Linked DNA regions of Mus musculus: region 1 is linked to region 2. The links are chromatin contacts, called in public Hi-C maps. All regions are on one chromosome and are shown on one strand. The core of a region is the stretch at or near the end of the contact, and the rest is flanking DNA. Distances in the headings are between cores, read along the strand shown.

Region 1 (2,715 bases), core at 58-2,557, 200 kb after region 2:
ATCATAACGCATCAGGATCATTTGTTCCTCCTGTTCAACTAGCCATGGCTTTATCTAAGCCTGAGTGTAAAATGATCCAATAATACACTTGTAATACAGAGTTGAAAGTTTCTGAATGGAAAATATAATGGCTCCTCAATCTGATAAATAATAAGGCAATCTGTAATTTTAGATAAAATAGCAACTTAAAAGGACTCTTCGTGCAGTTAAACTTTAGGATTGAGATAATTAGGCTCATTCAACATTTATCAGAGTCTTATCATATGACAAGGATTTTTATAGATATTGGGCACACAAATATTATTAAGTTAGAATATTATTAAGCTCTGGTCCTGCTAAACAGAAAAATAATTGTTATTTATTAAAAGGGGCTTTATCAAAAATAAGTAAAGTGAGTGACAAGGGACTATCTTTATGCTTTGAAACCAACTCACTTCTGAAGCACCGTGAGCTATAAATCTTTACATAAAATCAATAAGACAGCACCTTAGAAAAGTTGTCCCAAGCTATATACTGATTTGCCATTAGTTAGAATTTTAAATTTAACTCTTGAGACCACGTAGACATCATGTTCCGATTACAGCAAATTCTTGGAAATATAGTTACTAAGTTTTTAAAAATATTCAACAGCAGACAATGCAGCTCCATGGTAGATAGAGTGCCAGCTGGGCATGTACAAAGATCTTGGGTTCCATTCCCAGCAGCACGCACACACGCACGCACGCACGCACGCACGCGTGCACACACACACATCCTGTTCTATAAAGAACTCTCTGCAGCACATCTTTCTGAAGTTTTGTATATTTGTACGTTCATGCCACTAACTTTGCGAATATTTTCCTCAGTGAAATAGTCTCTCCTGTGCTAACCTTCAGTTTGTACTGTCTAACGCTCTCTGAGGGATAGTGGTAGCCCTCAACAAATGGATTCAAGCAAAGGACCCGCAGGAAAAGTGGGAGCTAGAGATGAACGTTGTCTCTTGAGTTAAAGAAGAAATAAGTAAGGGTACCTGGAGTGAGGTACCATGTGAGAGAAACAGATTCAAGACCAGTACCACTTAATGTGAGTTTGGGAAGTGTTCCTAGACATGCTAGATATGAGTGGTCTACTAAGTTTGGAAAGTTCTGGTTTAACTCAGCTCAAACTCTTTTCTTTGCTGACTGAATATGTAGAGTATTAAATATACTGTTGTGTGCTGTTGCTTTCCGGGAGAGGCTGCTGACTTGATTAGCATGCTTATTGTGTGTGTGAGTTCAGAAGCCTCCCTCCCCCACACTAGGGAGGAGTTAGAGGGAGCATTAAGTCCAAACTTTGGGCAAGTGCCAGAACGCAGACTTTCTGTTTGATGAAGGCTGGAATCTCAAGGTTTCTGTGGGCTTGGGAGCTGAGTGAGCCCACAGCTTTCATGCTTGGCTGGGTAGCTGTTCCCCGAGAGTCATTAACGTTAAAAGCAGTCCTGGAGAAGGCAGGGGGTGACCTGGCAGGCAAAACTTACCAGCTGCCTCTGGGGACCCACTGACCACCAGTTCTGTTATGTTCTTGGAGTAGGCATCACCACAATCAAATAGCAAATCTTCAAGTATCAATTTCTTTTAACGTGAAAAGTAAAAACGGAGCTAACATCCTTTGATGGGATAAATGTGCATAGGAGCGGGTTGGAATTTAATGTATAAGCCCAGTTTTAAAGCTTCCTTCAACTTCCTGAGAAAGTATCCGAAGACAGGATTTGTAGCTGAGTGCCTTCTCCCCCCACCTCACTCCATGCCACTTTGGTATCAGAAAGCCAACCTCAGAGCCCCCCACCATGTCTGGATTATTTCCATCATCTACACTGCTGAGGGTGGAAAAAAATGAAAAGAAAAGAAAATCACATGACCATCTTCCAAACAGAAAGGAGAACAGTAAATTGTTCCTGAAGGCTCTCGTTAGAGTTCCTCTTGTTGCCTGCTAATTAACAGATATCTGTCTGCCTTTCATGTGCTTGAATGGAGACCGGCATGTTGGGTGGGGCAAGCTTGTGCGCGTGTTCCAAGGGCCCATACTGGCTAATATGGAAAAGTTGAGCTCTGGTTTCGTACTCTGGAAACTTAATGATTTAAAAGCACCAATTTTTCAGGGAAAAAAAAAACCCTAATACATAATTAGTTCCAAATAATAACAGCTGTTTGATAACGCAATGAAACAGATGAAAATTGGCAAGTAGGAGCCCCAAAGACGCTGAGTCCTGGGGTATCTCGCAGAGTTCTACGGCATAGTCAAACTGTATGCTTTAACTTGGTTTACGTGTTGATTTACAGTTGAAGCTGGAGAAGTTTGGAAAGTCAGAGTAACTGGACTAGCAATAACCTACACAGTGAGAACTTGATTTTCTAGACAGATCACAAGGTGCTGCAACCCTTGTGCATTATTCAAGAGAACTGGACAGGGCCAGTTTCTCTCCAGGTGATAGGCCTTGCTCAGGGGGAAGAGACCCAGCCTTTCCCTCACAAGTCTCCTCAGGAAGAGAGTTTTTCTGGAGAGCTTCATCGATGATCCTGTTAGGCCTTATAGAATAAAACAAGAGAATGAAAATGAATCTGTGCATTTCTCAGGGTTCTGAAAGAATTCTCAGAACACAATTGTTATATATAAGATATACAAATACACGTGCCTAAAACCAAATTATGAGGGCTGGGATTAGAGACTTTTGCCTGAAAGTATCACAAGTGAAGTGGT
Region 2 (2,700 bases), core at 175-2,674:
GTTACACAAAGCATCTCATCTGCATGCTTTGTGTAACATTCTTTTTCCTGGCTTACCTCTCTCAGAGGGAGACCGGCTCCTCCAGACCCCATCTCATACGGGACAACAACTGCACCCTTTCTCTTCATAGCTACAGAACTAAGGCTGCTGCTCAAGTATTCTTTACGGGGCAATCATGAGATCCCTAGTAGTGATGATAATAATAATAAACTGTGCCCATTGCACAGAGATAACAGTTGAAAGGCAGTGCAGAAGGAAGGGGCCGCCTGGAGGCATAACCGACTGCTCACGTCAGAGACAAGACATACAGGTTTGAGGAGTGGAAAACTCTCAGTGGCGCCATAATTCTTCCCCGGGGCTGATCACCTGACTAGATGAGGAATAGCTGTAATTGTTGATGGCAACTCAGTCTGGTCTTCATACCTATTTGCAGAAAAATGTTAGCCAGATTATAGCTGAAAACCCTGCTAATTCTGGAGAAGTTTTTGGTCTAGTGCCTAGAACAATTAAAGCATGTATTCACACCTACCACATGCGACACTGAGCAGAATTTCCAGCACAACACTTAGTACTTTATTTTTAAAAGAAATAGCAGAGACTGAGTGGTGCTCGCTCACTCTCCAGCTTCCTAGCTGGGTTTTCACTTGAGACTGGAGGGTGAGGGGCTTCTGAGCTGAAAAGAGATATATTTTTTGCGCTTTTAGAAAATCTTTGCTCAGAATCAGGAAACTTTGGATGCTAAAATGTGCCTGCACCTGCAAAGAAATTAACAAATTCCATTTGCAGGGCTCCGAGAAAAGATGGCTCAGTGTACCAGTTATTCAACCCTGGAGCTTAAGGGAGCCCTTGAACATCTTATTCAAAACTCTTTACTTTTAAGAGAAGGAATAAGGGGTTCTGAAATTTTAAATGGTTCCCCTCAAACCAGATCATCACCCACAAGGCAGAATTATTGTTTGCAGACCAACCAAAAGGGTTTGCTTTTAAACAAGCTTTGTCCTGCTAGCCTAAATTTTATGCAAAGAAAACCAAATAAAATACAGTAGCCCGCATGCAGCACACAGCTCTCTCTAGAGCAGTCTCTACTTGGACTGCAGAATTGAGAAAGGAAGGTCAAATTCCACTCCAAGGTGCTTAGCAAACAAAAGAAACTTTTCTGTGGTTGGTTTAGGAAGCTCCTGGCTGCTGGTCTCCACACAGCTCTCTGGAATCCGATATGAATCTAACACCAGAGGGCGCAGTATCCTTTGTCCTGGTGTCCTTCAGAGCCTTGAGACAGGCTCTGAAGCCTTGCTGGTCTTAAGAAACTCGATTTTCCTCTACTTACACATTTCTTGGAACCAGCTGAATCCCCAGGCTTCTTCATCTCATCTCCTTCCTTCCTAGAGGCCACCAGATTCTCCAAACAGTCTTGTGTGCATGCTGCAGGCTTTAGCAGGAAGGACTAGCGGCCTTCCCATGGCTGTGTCTCTGCTAAGCCTAGGAGACCCTACCAGTGGCCTATTGTCACTTCTCATCATGATCCAAAAGAAAGATGCAAAGCAAAAAAAATTTTTAAATCAGGACAAAATGAGCATCACGTGAGAAAAGGCACATATTCATTCTTTCTACTCACAAAAGAAACGTAATAAATGAAAGAATTGTTCCTGGGAAACTGTTACCCTCTTACAGGCATGTGTCCCCAACAGTCTGTGACTAGCTTTTGGTAGTAAATACTTACCAAAGGGACAGGCCTAAGCATCTGGGGGGTGGGGGACACACCTCTGCTACTCTCGGTCACCCACTCAATACAGTGTACCTATATCTCTCTGTGCCCTAACCAACTTCAGCAGGAAGAAATCTACTCCACACATGCTAACGTCTTCCCATATGAGATACCCTGCACTCCTGTTCCCACAGATAAATGAGCATCTCCTGTAACCACCAACCACCAAAAGCACAGCCTTCTGCAAAGTCCCCAAATTTGCTGTATGTGGCAGCTCAACCTTTAACCTCAGCACTCAGGAGGCAGAGACAAGCAGATCTCTGTGAGTCTGAGCCCAGTCTGGTCTGAATAGCCAGTTCTAAGAGAGAGACAGCTCCCCCTAAAACAAAAACAAAAACACAATTTTCCATTGTTCCATCTGCATAGAGGATCCTAAAGACATCTTAGAAAAAAAGCAATTACATTTATAGAAAGAGGATTTAAATTTGCACAGCCCCTTTTCTTATCTCTCATTGAAGTCTCCCAACAACTCTAAGAGATAGTCAAGGAAAGCCATAGCTTAATGGGCATTCCCCAGCCCTGGCTACCACAGGATGGAGGCAGCCTTAGGGTCTTGGTCATGAAGCTTGGAGAGGAACAGTTTATACAATTACAAGGCCTAGGACGTATACAATTATTACAGATAATTAATATGGTCTCAGTGTCTGAAAACATGTAGCAATTTTGGCTCCTGAACAGGACAGAAAGAAAAAAAGAAAGAAAGAAAACAAAAAGCTGCTATCAACTCTCGTCTTGTAACTTTTTTGATCACAATGTTTCACTCACAAATTTCACATACATCTTATTAGTTCACAGAGAGCAATGGGAAGGGCTGAGCCTGGAGACAGGCAGCCATGTTGTGTTTACTTGAGAGCATTTCTCTTCGACTCATAGAAAGATGATAGCATTTGTCAGGTATATACTCGGCCACTGAGATGAAAACTATAGGTGGTATT

What was found. A called contact is a pair of places that touch in the nucleus more often than the background predicts.
Region 1: a Hi-C map of stem cell-derived neural stem cells shows a contact between it and region 2, with 2.5 times the contacts expected there. The contact joins two enhancer-like sites. A contact is called at or near these places in 1 of 15 datasets of contacts at CTCF or cohesin (the NIH/3T3 cell line), 8 of 484 Hi-C or Micro-C datasets (Sertoli cells, embryonic stem cells, muscle stem cells and 3 more), 5 of 115 datasets of contacts at active chromatin or transcription factors (craniofacial prominence, embryonic stem cells, kidney and 1 more) and 1 of 9 other capture datasets (embryonic stem cells).

Annotation. Positions count from the first base shown.
Region 1 is chr4:82,343,618-82,346,332 of GRCm38.p6, reverse strand. The region is part of intron 6 of Nfib (nuclear factor I/B); the gene reads left to right. Among named protein-coding and RNA genes, the nearest start is that of Nfib, 160 kb to the left of the region's middle. Within about 2 kb of position 1,307, at least 74 of the 459 cell types and tissues checked have an H3K27ac peak or open chromatin away from gene starts, as enhancers often do. A contact at or near this core is called in stem cell-derived neural stem cells, where this site is marked.
Region 2 is chr4:82,540,850-82,543,549 of GRCm38.p6, reverse strand. All of the region lies in intron 1 of Gm11266 (predicted gene 11266), which reads right to left. Among named protein-coding and RNA genes, the nearest start is that of Gm11266, 34 kb to the right of the region's middle. Within about 2 kb of position 1,424, at least 38 of the 459 cell types and tissues checked have an H3K27ac peak or open chromatin away from gene starts, as enhancers often do. A contact at or near this core is called in stem cell-derived neural stem cells, where this site is marked.